3 separate regions of the Mus musculus genome follow, and all the other regions are linked to region 2. The links are chromatin contacts, called in public Hi-C maps. All regions are on one chromosome and are shown on one strand. The core of a region is the stretch at or near the end of the contact, and the rest is flanking DNA. Distances in the headings are between cores, read along the strand shown.

Evidence for each region. Hi-C and Micro-C count contacts between places; a contact is called where the count stands out from the background.
Region 1: a Hi-C map of liver shows a contact between it and region 2, with 2.9 times the contacts expected there. The contact joins two enhancer-like sites. A contact is called at or near these places in 9 of 484 Hi-C or Micro-C datasets (ECoMG-derived neutrophils, LSK cells, granulocyte-monocyte progenitors and 2 more) and 1 of 115 datasets of contacts at active chromatin or transcription factors (liver).
Region 3: a Hi-C map of liver shows a contact between it and region 2, with 4 times the contacts expected there. The contact joins two enhancer-like sites. A contact is called at or near these places in 5 of 484 Hi-C or Micro-C datasets (liver and nephron progenitors).

The regions. Positions count from the first base shown.
Region 1 is chr16:26,696,342-26,700,017 of GRCm38.p6, reverse strand. Il1rap (interleukin 1 receptor accessory protein) reads right to left here. Exons shown (of 11, transcript NM_001159318.1): 7 at 1,065-1,191. Among named protein-coding and RNA genes, the nearest start is that of Gm20319, 57 kb to the left of the region's middle. Within about 2 kb of position 1,712, at least 3 of the 459 cell types and tissues checked have an H3K27ac peak or open chromatin away from gene starts, as enhancers often do. A contact at or near this core is called in liver, where this site is marked.
Region 2 is chr16:26,561,371-26,565,304 of GRCm38.p6, reverse strand. No RefSeq gene overlaps it. Among named protein-coding and RNA genes, the nearest start is that of Il1rap, 18 kb to the left of the region's middle. Within about 2 kb of position 2,649, at least 10 of the 459 cell types and tissues checked have an H3K27ac peak or open chromatin away from gene starts, as enhancers often do. A contact at or near this core is called in liver, where this site is marked.
Region 3 is chr16:26,747,324-26,751,109 of GRCm38.p6, reverse strand. The region is part of intron 1 of Gm20319 (predicted gene, 20319); the gene reads left to right. Among named protein-coding and RNA genes, the nearest start is that of Gm20319, 6.3 kb to the left of the region's middle. Within about 2 kb of position 1,284, at least 3 of the 459 cell types and tissues checked have an H3K27ac peak or open chromatin away from gene starts, as enhancers often do. A contact at or near this core is called in liver, where this site is marked.

The DNA.
Region 1 (3,676 bases), core at 463-2,962, 140 kb before region 2:
TGAACTGAAGGAATCCTCTAAGAATTCCTCCTCTAACATCTCCTCCTTCTCTACTACTTATATATCAGATACTGTAAATAGACACATGATCTGTCATAGTTTACCTAATGAGGGATAGCTAAGTAAGAAAAGAGGCTGTTCAAAGTAGACATTTTATAATTTCTACAAAAACTTACATTACTATTAGGAAAGAAATAGGTTTGAATTGTAGAAATTCAATTAGCTTAAGGTCTGTTTGCACAAGGTGACCAAATTTAGGGTCTTAATAACTATTCTGTCACATATGTCACCACAGTGATTTATTAGTTTCTGGAGCGAACCAATTCTCTCTAGCAATTTATACCTCACTTACAGAGAAGTCTTTTGTCTCCAGAGACCTATACGTTCTCCTTTGTTAAATTCTTACAAATATCAAGTTTACTTAAGAATGAAATGACCCAAGTTGTTATATCAAGAGAGGTATGTATTATTACCCATAAGCTTTTGAAAATTAGCTCTTTGGGATTTTTGAACATTTACTTTTAAAAGTGAAATTTAGAGAACAAAAATGTAGTTAGTTAATATTTAATAAGTAATTCTCAAGTATCAGGGGAAGATGAGAAAAGTATGGTTACTTTAATAGAAGAGACTAACATACATTATGTAAGACAGACTATTTAGACCCATACTCCAGGACTGAGAAAGACAACACTATACTTTCATGGAAGCATATGCCAACATATCTCCTTCTTATTCATCTTGCTCATGTGAAAGATACACTCCTTATGTCTTTAAGTGAGAATCAGAAACATGGGAAGTTGGTTGAACTTAAAACAATCTGATGCCTGCTCTTTGGGTTCACTGTGATGAAGCTATCTAGCCTGAAGACAATGCAATTCCAAAGTTTGTCACACAATCTGACAAGTATGTGCACTTGCCTTGCTAGTTTAATGACCCTGCAGCCCCTGAAGGTTGAAAAATCTTGCTAAGTTTCTTAAAGAATAATAATAATCATGTACATTGAATAATATTCATCAAGACCTTAGACTAACAAAGACTAGAGCACCTGCATGCAGCCAGGATACCTTTCATTAATAGTGATGTCGACTGTGACGTCATCAGGCTTCTTTCCATCAATGGTCCACCAGACCTCATTGTGGGAGTCCATAATGAAACTGAAATAGACTTTGCAGGGAATAACCAGTTCCTCTCCTGAAATAAATTTAGTCGATGAAGTTAACCTATATTAATCCATCAGTCTATATATTTCATATGATTAGTTATGCCTGATTCTCTAGTGGCCACTGTAAGGCAACCTACCGAAACACCAAACACATGAGAGGATAAAACCAAGAAGAAAAATGAGCAAGTGTCCATGAAATTACAAGGGTGGGCATTTTTAACACTAAATAAGTATCTTCTAAAATGTCAGAAGAACTCTGACTATATTCTTTTCAGGCCAAATCTCTTCTAGTACTGTTATTTTGTTATGAGGGCATAAACAAAGTACAAGCAAAATGGAACTTTCCTTCTCTTTCTTTTCTTTTCTTTTCTTTTCTTTTCTTTTCTTTTCTTTTCTTTTCTTTCCTCTCTCTCTCTCTCTCTCTCTCTCTCTCTCTCTCTCTTTCTTTCTTTCTTTCTTTCTTTCTTTCATTGTTATAAAACACCATGGCCAAGGCAAGTTATAAAAGAGAACATTTGATTTGAGGTTCAAAGTTCCAGAGGGTTAAAGTCAATGATCATCGTAAGAGGGATCATGGCTGTAGGCCAGCAGGCTTGGTGCTGGAACGGTAGCTAAGAGATTATTTCTCATGGAAAAACACGAGGCAGAGAAAGCTACCTAGGAATCGCATGGGATTTTTGAAACCTCAAAGCCCACCTCCAGCCATAGCTCACAGTCCTGTTTCACAATTCCTCCCAAACAGTTCCATAAGTTGGGCACTAGGAATTCAGATATATGAGCCTATGGGAGTGGCGGTTATTCTCCTTCAAACTATAGCATTGACCAGTAAAAGTCTGTAAATGGTGGGTCCTTGTCCAAGGAGGAGAGAGTGATGTCATTTCCTAAGTAACCTGGCCAAGGAATCTTCCTCTCCAATCCCTCAGAAGCTTAGTTTAAAATAGCAGCTCTAAGCTATGTGGCTGAGATGCTTTAAGACACTGAGACGTTTCAAACAGGGACACAGTGCTAACAATCAGGTCAGGACCAGCACATTACTGTGAACTCGGTAGAACTAAATACCTGTCCGTGTTTTCCTTTATTCCTATTTTATCCTTTCAAAATCATATACACTTACATAATAAAGTTTATTTCCATTCTGCCATGGCCACCACCCGTCTATTTTCTTTAACACCTTTACCCAAACAATTTCCCTCCTATTTTTTATTATAGACCTCTGAATTTATTCATGTATTTGCATGAGCATGGATGTGGGTGTTATTTACTGAAGTATTGGGCAATATATCAATGGCTATAGCACTGAAGAATGTAAGTGACCGGTGAGTGCCTATCCCTAAATGGGAAATCTGCATTACCTCTTTCAAGTTCAGGAAACATTGATGGAGGTAAAGCAAAAAGGACATAAGAGCCAGGGGATGTAGATGAGTCTACAAAACAGCTACTTAAAATTAAAGATATATAGTTATATGTGTATGTGTTCCTTGAGACGTATGTGAAGAGACTGTTGTATGTGTATCAACTGGGGATAGGCAACCCATGGTGAGTTGTCATTTACATTTTGATCAGAGTGTCCTTGTCTGCTATACAAATAAGCTTCTCTGATAAGAGTTGATTACTGCATCTAGCTGTTTGTATTTAGACAGAAGTTGGAAACTATACTGGTTCAGGCACATGGAGGTAGTAGTCGCTTTTCCTCTACATTAGATGGCTTTGCCAGTTGCCTCTATTTAAAGAGTCAGGCATAAATTCCCACCTCTTGAGAAGACTTCCAAGTCTAATTTACATGGCTATTGCTTAGCCCTATAATGGAAGTACCATTAGTGGACCTTTTGGAATATATTGCTATTCTGCTATTGTAGTTCATAGGCTTTAGAGATTGATAGGGCTATGGGTTGCTTCTCACCACTGGAAACTTGCATATCTCCTTGTCATATTACGAGAGCTAGGTTTCAGAAAAGAAACACCTAATTCGAATTTAGATTGATTCCTAAGTTCTCTGTCCAAAGTGTGCTGTATTGTTGGTGATAGAGCCTGACTTCCAATTTCTGAGATGTGATCAAGGAAAAGAGTAAAAGCCTGTATTGTATGGGGAGCTTTTTGGACTCTCCTGCCTAACAACTTGAATATGGAGATTGCTCATGCCTAACACTTACGTTTTTATTAAATAGTCAATGCTTTTTTGGTGGGGAGCATTTTTATTCCAAGGGGCACAAGATATATATAAATATATATATATATATATATATAAAACCCTAAATGTTACATATTACCCCGCCTCCCTCTCCTGTGTTGCCCTCTTCCCTCTTTCTCAAGGAGGTTTTTCTCTGCCTAAGTATTTATTCTTACCAAACACCATGATGTCTTTTAAAAAATTAATTTTCTACAGAAGCAAAAGCTGACATTTCTACATATTAAAGGTTATTTGTAGGTCAAATTGTTAGTAAGAAGTAGGTAAAGATTCGACCTGGATTGGAACTTACATGCCAGTCTGCTGAGAATAATTCTGCTTTGTGCTAA
Region 2 (3,934 bases), core at 1,400-3,899:
TCCCAAGATCATTGACAGCAGTGATCTGATGAGAACACACTTTCTGTGATTTGCTTCATCAGAGCAGCCCAGCTGAAACAAAAAGCCAATAGCTCGTCTCCTCTGAAGTCCTTATGTGTTGGGTAATATTAAATCACTGCCTGTCTTTTTCATCCTATTGGCATGTCTTTAAGAAGCAGGGGCAACCGTAATTCTACAACTGACTGACAGCACCACCCAGAAATACAGAGAGCGTGCACTGTCATCCATTTGTCCATACTTCTTGTGTGCGCAGGACTCGACCAGCAAGAACGACACTGCAACAGGATCCTTCTGCACACGTTTATTGGGAGAGCTTGATTGCAGAGGCGAAGAGACCCGGAGCCCAGAACTGGTGATGCTTATATAGGCCTAGGAGAGGCGTGTCTCACACCCAGATTGGTTATGCACTAAGCCTCATTTGCATGTTACTCATCTGATTGGCTACTCTCTCTCTCTCTCTCTGTACCTCACAGAGCCTCATTATCATACCTCATTTGCATGTCTCACATCTGATTGGTTATACTCTCAAAGCCTCATTATCATGCCCGGGCCAGGCAGTGTCTTTGCAAAACACTTTACTGCATATGTACACATTGGTTGTTTGTCCAAACTTATGCGTGGTGGCCAGCAGTAGTCAGTGCCACTCTGCAATGGCATATGTGACTTCCCACACATACTGCTGGCCATACTTGTACATATGGCCAATCAACACTTTTCACCTATGTACAGGCAATTAACAAAGAATCATTGAGAAGATTGGTTAAAACAGGACACACTCTGTTCTTGGTAAATTTTCGAACTACTCTTGAAGTTAAGATCATGCAAAAAGGAAGATGAAGGTCACAGAAAAAGCACAAAGTTTAGCAAAGTGATGTGTGTGTGTGTATGTGTGTTTGTGTGTGTGTGTGTGTGTGTGTGTGTGTTTTGTTTTGTTTATCACACCAATTGATTCCATATGCTATGTTGCATCCATGCTTATTCCTTAGTTTCAGGTTTTAACTGTTTTCTGTTGCCACACCAAACCCTGAACCCTTGTTGATTCTTCCTGAATTAATGATAGCCAAAATGTACAGTCCTCTCTTTATCAATCTGATCATTCCTGTGGCTGGAAGCATAAACATGCTATTTTAGATTTTACTTATCATATGATATCCTTGACATCTGTACAGTTACATTTCCAAGGCAGAGAGAGAATGGTTTGCTTGCTAGCCTGTACTCAAGCTCATGACTTGTGATTTCTGAACACCTCCTACAAAGGCCAGGGAAAAGAAGACAACATCTGAGAGTGAAATGTGTAGCCCATTACTGGGAGTCTTAAAGGTCATGCTGCAAGTGACCTGCTCCTACATGTAAATTATACAATGACTAAAAAAATAAACATTCTCAGAAGATTGGCCGGATAAAATCACTATTATAACCTTACTATTTGTGTATGTCAGAACAAACAGAACAATGTCTGAGGTTTAACAGATAAAATTAATTTGAGACAAGAGAATAGGAAGGGAGAGGTGTAAATTTGGAATTTGACAAACAAGGCATGCTTACTTATACAGTGTGCCAAGTCAGAAATAAAAGCTGCATGTGTAAGACAAGCCCAAGTCCTTGGGAAAAGCTTTTCCCTTAACATCTTTTGCCATTCAGAATTTTATCTCATTTGTTTCCTTTTTGGTTCTGTTTCAGTTTTTATTGTGTTTTCAAATCTTGAACCATAATCAGAGCATTGCATCTACTGTCCTTACAGACCACACACACACACACACACACACACACACACACACACACACACACACACACATACACACCATGGGTATAAAAACCTTAAGCCATATTTAAGCATTTTAGACTCTATAGCCATAGAGAACAGAGAAAGAAGGGAAACTTCCAAAGTTAAACAGTACCAATATGTATGTATTCTTGTATGCAAATCACATACTTGTAGAACAACAGTATACTCAGGGTGCTTATTTTTTATGTTATATACATGTGCACACACAGAGTACTCTCACTATGCGTGTAAACAAAAGAATACACACACAGCACATGACCCTGTGCTCAGTCCAATGGATGGCTGCGAGCATCCACCTCTGGATTTGTCAGGCTCTGGCAAAGCCTCTCAGGACACAACCATATCAGGCTCCTTGTCAGCAAGCACTTCTTGGAATCAGCCGTGTGCTGTTTGAGTGGCAAAGACTGCTCAGAATCAGATCCAGTTGTGGACACTACAAATAGTTAATTAAATCAATTCAATGGCATAAATCTTTAATCAGAGTGGCTCAAGAATTTGAGGTGCAAAGTTCTCTGGATAGCAAATATAACCTCAGGTCCAGAGTTACAGAGTCCATGTTTAAATGTCTTCTCTCTAACCAGTCAACTGGAAGATAGTTTGCCTAACATCAGTTCTTACCTAGTTGAAGGTGAGACCTCAAGCAAAAACGAAGCAATTGGCAACTTACATCTTGTGAGTGCTGGATAGATATTATTATACCTTCTATTTTGTTATGACCAATTGCTAACTTAATAATGATAATAATAGTATCATCATTATTATTTTATTTTCTTAGACTGAGTCTTACTGTGTAAACATGGTTGGCTGGAACTCACTATGTACATCAGGCTAGCCTTGAACTCATAGCCATCTATCTGCCTTTGACTCTGCCTCCTGATTGATAGGATCAAAGTACTCAGCCATATAGTGGCTTGTTAATAATTGAAGATGAGAGCCCTGTGTTTATGGATTTTAAAGAGCACCCTGAACATAGCAAATATATTTTGAAATATTTAAAAAATATTTGACCTTTGAATTCACTGACTATTACCCATTACTCATAACATGTATTTTCCTGTGAGCTTTGTAAACAGATATACCCATATTAGCTTCCCTGTAGACCAGCAACATGGTTGTTCTGACTATACAGTGAATTATACCTAGACTTTGGTCCTACCTGGCCACAAAAATAAATTAACTTCACTCAATAGGCAGCAGTTTCTCTGTCTTCAAGATAAGGGAATGAAACCATATCTAAGGTACATTTTAGGAGTTTGAGAGTCTGTGCACTAGAGATTTTCTTGTTTACTCAAATTTACGGGAAACAATAAGAAATGAAAGAGTTCAGGAAAAGGCAGTTAAAGTGGTTGTAGAATGGATTCATTCTTTAGAATTTTCTCCGTTCCCCATGCTCAGAATTGAAGTGTACCCTCTCCAGACAATTGTTCAACACTTAAAAACTTAGCTTTTCTTTATGCTTGCTTTGCAACTTGAGTTATTGTTGACTCAAACAAAGACAGCCTTATTCTCCTAGCAGCTCTTTGTGCAGCCTATCTGTTTTAACCACTTGCTGAGAGCTTCCTCAGTGCCAGCTGCCTTGGTGCTCAGGGTGCTCTGCATAATAAGGCACGACTCTAGTCAAGTTGCTCACAGCCTAGGGACAGGCAAAAAAAGAAAAAAAAAAGTCTGATCTCTCAGAATAACAACACAAAGATAAATCTGATAATTAATTACAATATAGGCCAGCAGAAAATATTTATAGAGTTAATAGTTCTGACTGAAGGGAGTAAGGCTTAAAACTTTTGAGTATGAGAATTGTAAGTTTTCATATACCTTTTTGAGCATGAAAGCTTTCTTAAAAGTAAAATTTGAGGTGGGTGACAGTGGTGCACATGCCTTTAAACCCAGCACTTGGCAGAGGCAGAGGCAGAGGCAGAGGCAGAGGCAGAGGCAGAGGCAGAGGCAGAGGCAGAGGCAGAGGCAGAGGCAGAGGCAGAGGCAGAGGCAGAGGCAGAGGCAGAGGCAGAGGCAGAGGCAGAGGCAGAGGCAGAGGCAGAGGCAGAGGCAGAGGCAGAGGCAGAGGCAGAGGCAGAGGCAGAGGCAGAGGCAGAGGCAGAGGCAGAGGCAGAGGCAGAGGCAGAGGCAGAG
Region 3 (3,786 bases), core at 35-2,534, 190 kb before region 2:
ACTTCTTAATTGTAATATTGATACTGTTATGAATTGCAATGTAAAATATCTGTGTTTTCTGATGGTCTGTGATGCTCCAGGGAACCCTAACTAATATACCTTGCTCAGGGAATTATGCAGAAGAGGAGGCAGAAGTATTATAAGAGCCAGAGGGGATGGTTGATACCAAAGAAATGTTGTCTTTAGGACACAATAAGACTGATGCACATATGAACTCTTAGAGACTATGTCAGCATCCTTAGGACCTGCACAGATCCAAACCAGATAGGGTCACAGGGCTGATATGTGGACCAAGACACAGGCATGTGTCCCTAACCAAGAATCCATCCCCAATTAATAAGATTCACCTAAGAAAAATAGATTCTCCCTAGGAGTTTCTTTGGGTATAGAAACTAAACCACAATTAAGCACAGGCCCCATACCTAGAAGTAAATAGTCAATACAAAATGAACTCAAAGGTATTTTTGGAGATTTGTCATTCTCATGTTGCTTTGTTCAGTTTTTGTTTCATCTTACTGGCCTTTTGCATGTCTATTACCATCCCTGGTTTTGTGGTTTTGTGGTTTTACTTGGGTGTGTGTCTCTGCCTGTGTATGCATTTCTGATACATTTTTTGTTGTTGTTTCTTCTTTGTTGTTGTTAGTTTGTTCATTTTGTTTTATTTTTGATTTTTTTATTTGTTTTCTTGAGAGGATGGAGGGAGAAGATGTGGCATTGAAAGGATGGGGAAGTGGGTGAGGATTGGGGACAAGGTGAGGGAGGGAAAACTGTCATCAAAATACATTGTATAGAAATTATTTTCAATTAAAAATTAGCCTATATTGACCACTCATAAATGACCATATTTGATGACACATTTCCTTCAGGGCTCTTTATAAAAGAATAAGAGAGCTGAAAATGAAGTGAAGCCCCTTGTTTTATACCCCAAACCTAACTCAAGTGGAGCACCTTCTGGTTGATCCACTGCCAATTCTTTTTGTCCTCCTTCTTCCTTGGCACAAATAAGCAATGATGTGCAACCAGAATGGGCAGTTTTCTATGTTTTCACTTGCATCTCTATCCACACTTCATATTCCAAGCACTTTAAAATTTTTTAACGTACTAAATTTTATCAATTACTAATATATCTGAAATCAGCTTGAACTAGTTCAAGTTTTTCTTACTTTAGTAAAATATCTGAAATTGGGCAATTTCATAAAGGAATTTCATGTTGGCTCATTCAAAGGCCTGACCCAGCATTGAGGACAATGTTTGGTAATGATCTTGTGGCTGTCAAAGTTCCAAGGTGGCCTAGAGCTTCATAGAAAAGATAACAGTGTATGCATGAATACTTGAGTCTCTATCTTCCGATAAAGCCACCACAATCCAATCAGGAAGCTCCTTCCTCATGAACTTATTTAATCTTAATTACCTCATGGAAGTCCCCCAACACCATGGTCAGATTAACTTTCTACTCTCTTAAAACCTCTGAATGTGCATTACAAAATAATAGATAAATCCAGGAAAGATACCGAGCCTTGTCTAAAGCATAACACAGATTTATTTTCAAATGTTTCTCAACTAAAATATAATTACCTCACTTCATTCAGTTTCTTTCTTCCCTCCAACCCCTCACATATCCATCCTCTTCCACCTTCTCTCATTGATGGCCTCTTTTTCATTGATACACACACACACACACACACACACACACACACATACACACACAATATATAGATACAACCCACTATGTCCATTTTTGTTGCTTGTGTGTATGTGAATACAGGGCTGACTCCTTTGTATTGGATAGCCAATTAGGAGGCTCATCGCTGGGAGAGGCTAATTTTTCCTCTCTTATCAGTCATTAGTAGATTTAACCATTTTTGTATTAACAATTTATTGAGAGTGTCACTGTTCCTATCTTGTTTATGCAGTCATTTCTACAAGACACTCTTACAGCAGATCTCCTTGTCCTTTAGTTCTTAAAAACTCTCTGTTTTTCTTCTACTGTGTTCCTTGACACACTGATGCAGGGGTTGTATGGTATCCTTTGGTGGTGGACTTTGAAAGGTCAGTTGACCTCTGTATTTTGTGTAGCTTTAGGATACAGAGATGGTCTTCATTTACTGTAAAGAGAATCTTTTTAGATGAAGAGTGAGAGCTATACTCATCTCTGGGCATAAGATACATTTTAGAAAGCAGATAGCAATTGTGTTGGCCTTATAAGGCAGTGATATTGGATTCTCTCCTAAGACCTATGGCCTCACAAGTCTCAGGTAAATGAGTAGGTTTCTAATACCAGGTATGGTTTCCCTCTTGTTGGGTATGGATTAAATCCAATTAGACAGAGGCTGGTCACTGTGAATACATGAGTGCCACTACTGTACCTTTTGGGCTATTTTCTCATGCTGGTCATTGTTGTGATTCATACATATTACAGATGGATAGCACTAGCCATTTCCCCCTCCCTTAGTAGCTTGTATACTGCTCTCTGGTACTATATAAGCCACTCCACATAAAGAAGGTCTTTAGGTTTGATCCAGATCAAATCACCTGAGTCCTTTGTGCAAAGCGTGGTGATCTCAACAACAGGGACTTACTTTCACCCTCTGAGAGACAACCAAAGGCAATACCAGTAGCCCCAGTACTTTCTTAGACTACTCTAACCAACAACTCAAAAGGACGCTTCTCATGCTGGGCACTGGGATTTGTGTTAGTCTGTGGCTCTTGCTTATTATATTAATACACTTATACACATGCATATATATAACATGTATAATTTAGGTAAATATAAAATAACATGATTCCTTGAGGCTCTGTTGGTATTATTTTTCTCTCCTCTCTTTGCTTTTCTGTATGTGCCTTTCTTTCAGCTCCTCAGTTAAAGAACACCTCACTACTTGGATCTTGTGTGTGTGTGTGTGTGTGTGTGTGTGTGTGTGGTGTTGTAGCTTATACATGCAGCACAACCACTCCCTAATTCACTGAACCTCTGCTCCTGTTGTGCTAATTTGCTCCCTCCTATTCCTTCTTTTAGGTGGGCAGGTGAAGCTGTCCTTCTTTTTTCTATATTATTCACATTTTTCTCTGTGTTTATTTTTGAAGCTACATATTTATGTTATGTTAATAGTCTCTGTAATATACTGACTGACAAATTCTGAAAGCCAGAGAAGTCTACTTTAATGGCCATCTTAATGATCCCTTATTTGGATTTTCTGTAATTTTACATTTCAATTACACTGCATTTTTCTGTAAAGAAAAAAATGATTTTTTAAATTTGCCTTCTTTGCTTATGTTTAGATAATTTTTGGCCAGTATATATTTCTCCCACAGTTCTCCTTCCTGCTGACTTCTGCCTTTTCTGTTTGATACATTGTCTGTTTATTAATTTTATGGGTAGGATTTTTTTTACTTACTATTTCTTTACATTTATTATTGTGGACTGTCATTACTTCCCCATGGTTATGAATTATGGCTTAGCTGGATATAAATTTTAGGCTGACAGTCTTACTTATTTTTCCTCGGTATTTTCATAATATTATTCCAAAAGTTGACTAGCATCAAATTTTGCTGTTACAAAGTTCACTGACAGCCAAGTGTATTTATTTTTGTATCATGATCTTTTATTCTTTTTTTAAAAATAGATTTCCTCCTTTCATCCTTGTGAGCATTTGAAATGTAGCAGCATACTTATTTTAAATTCTCTTTCTTATCTCTTCCTTTCCTGTAGTCATAATCAAATGAATTTTTCTACTTGATAAGCCTGTTGTCTAGTTACTTGTTACATCTCTAAGCACAAAATCCATG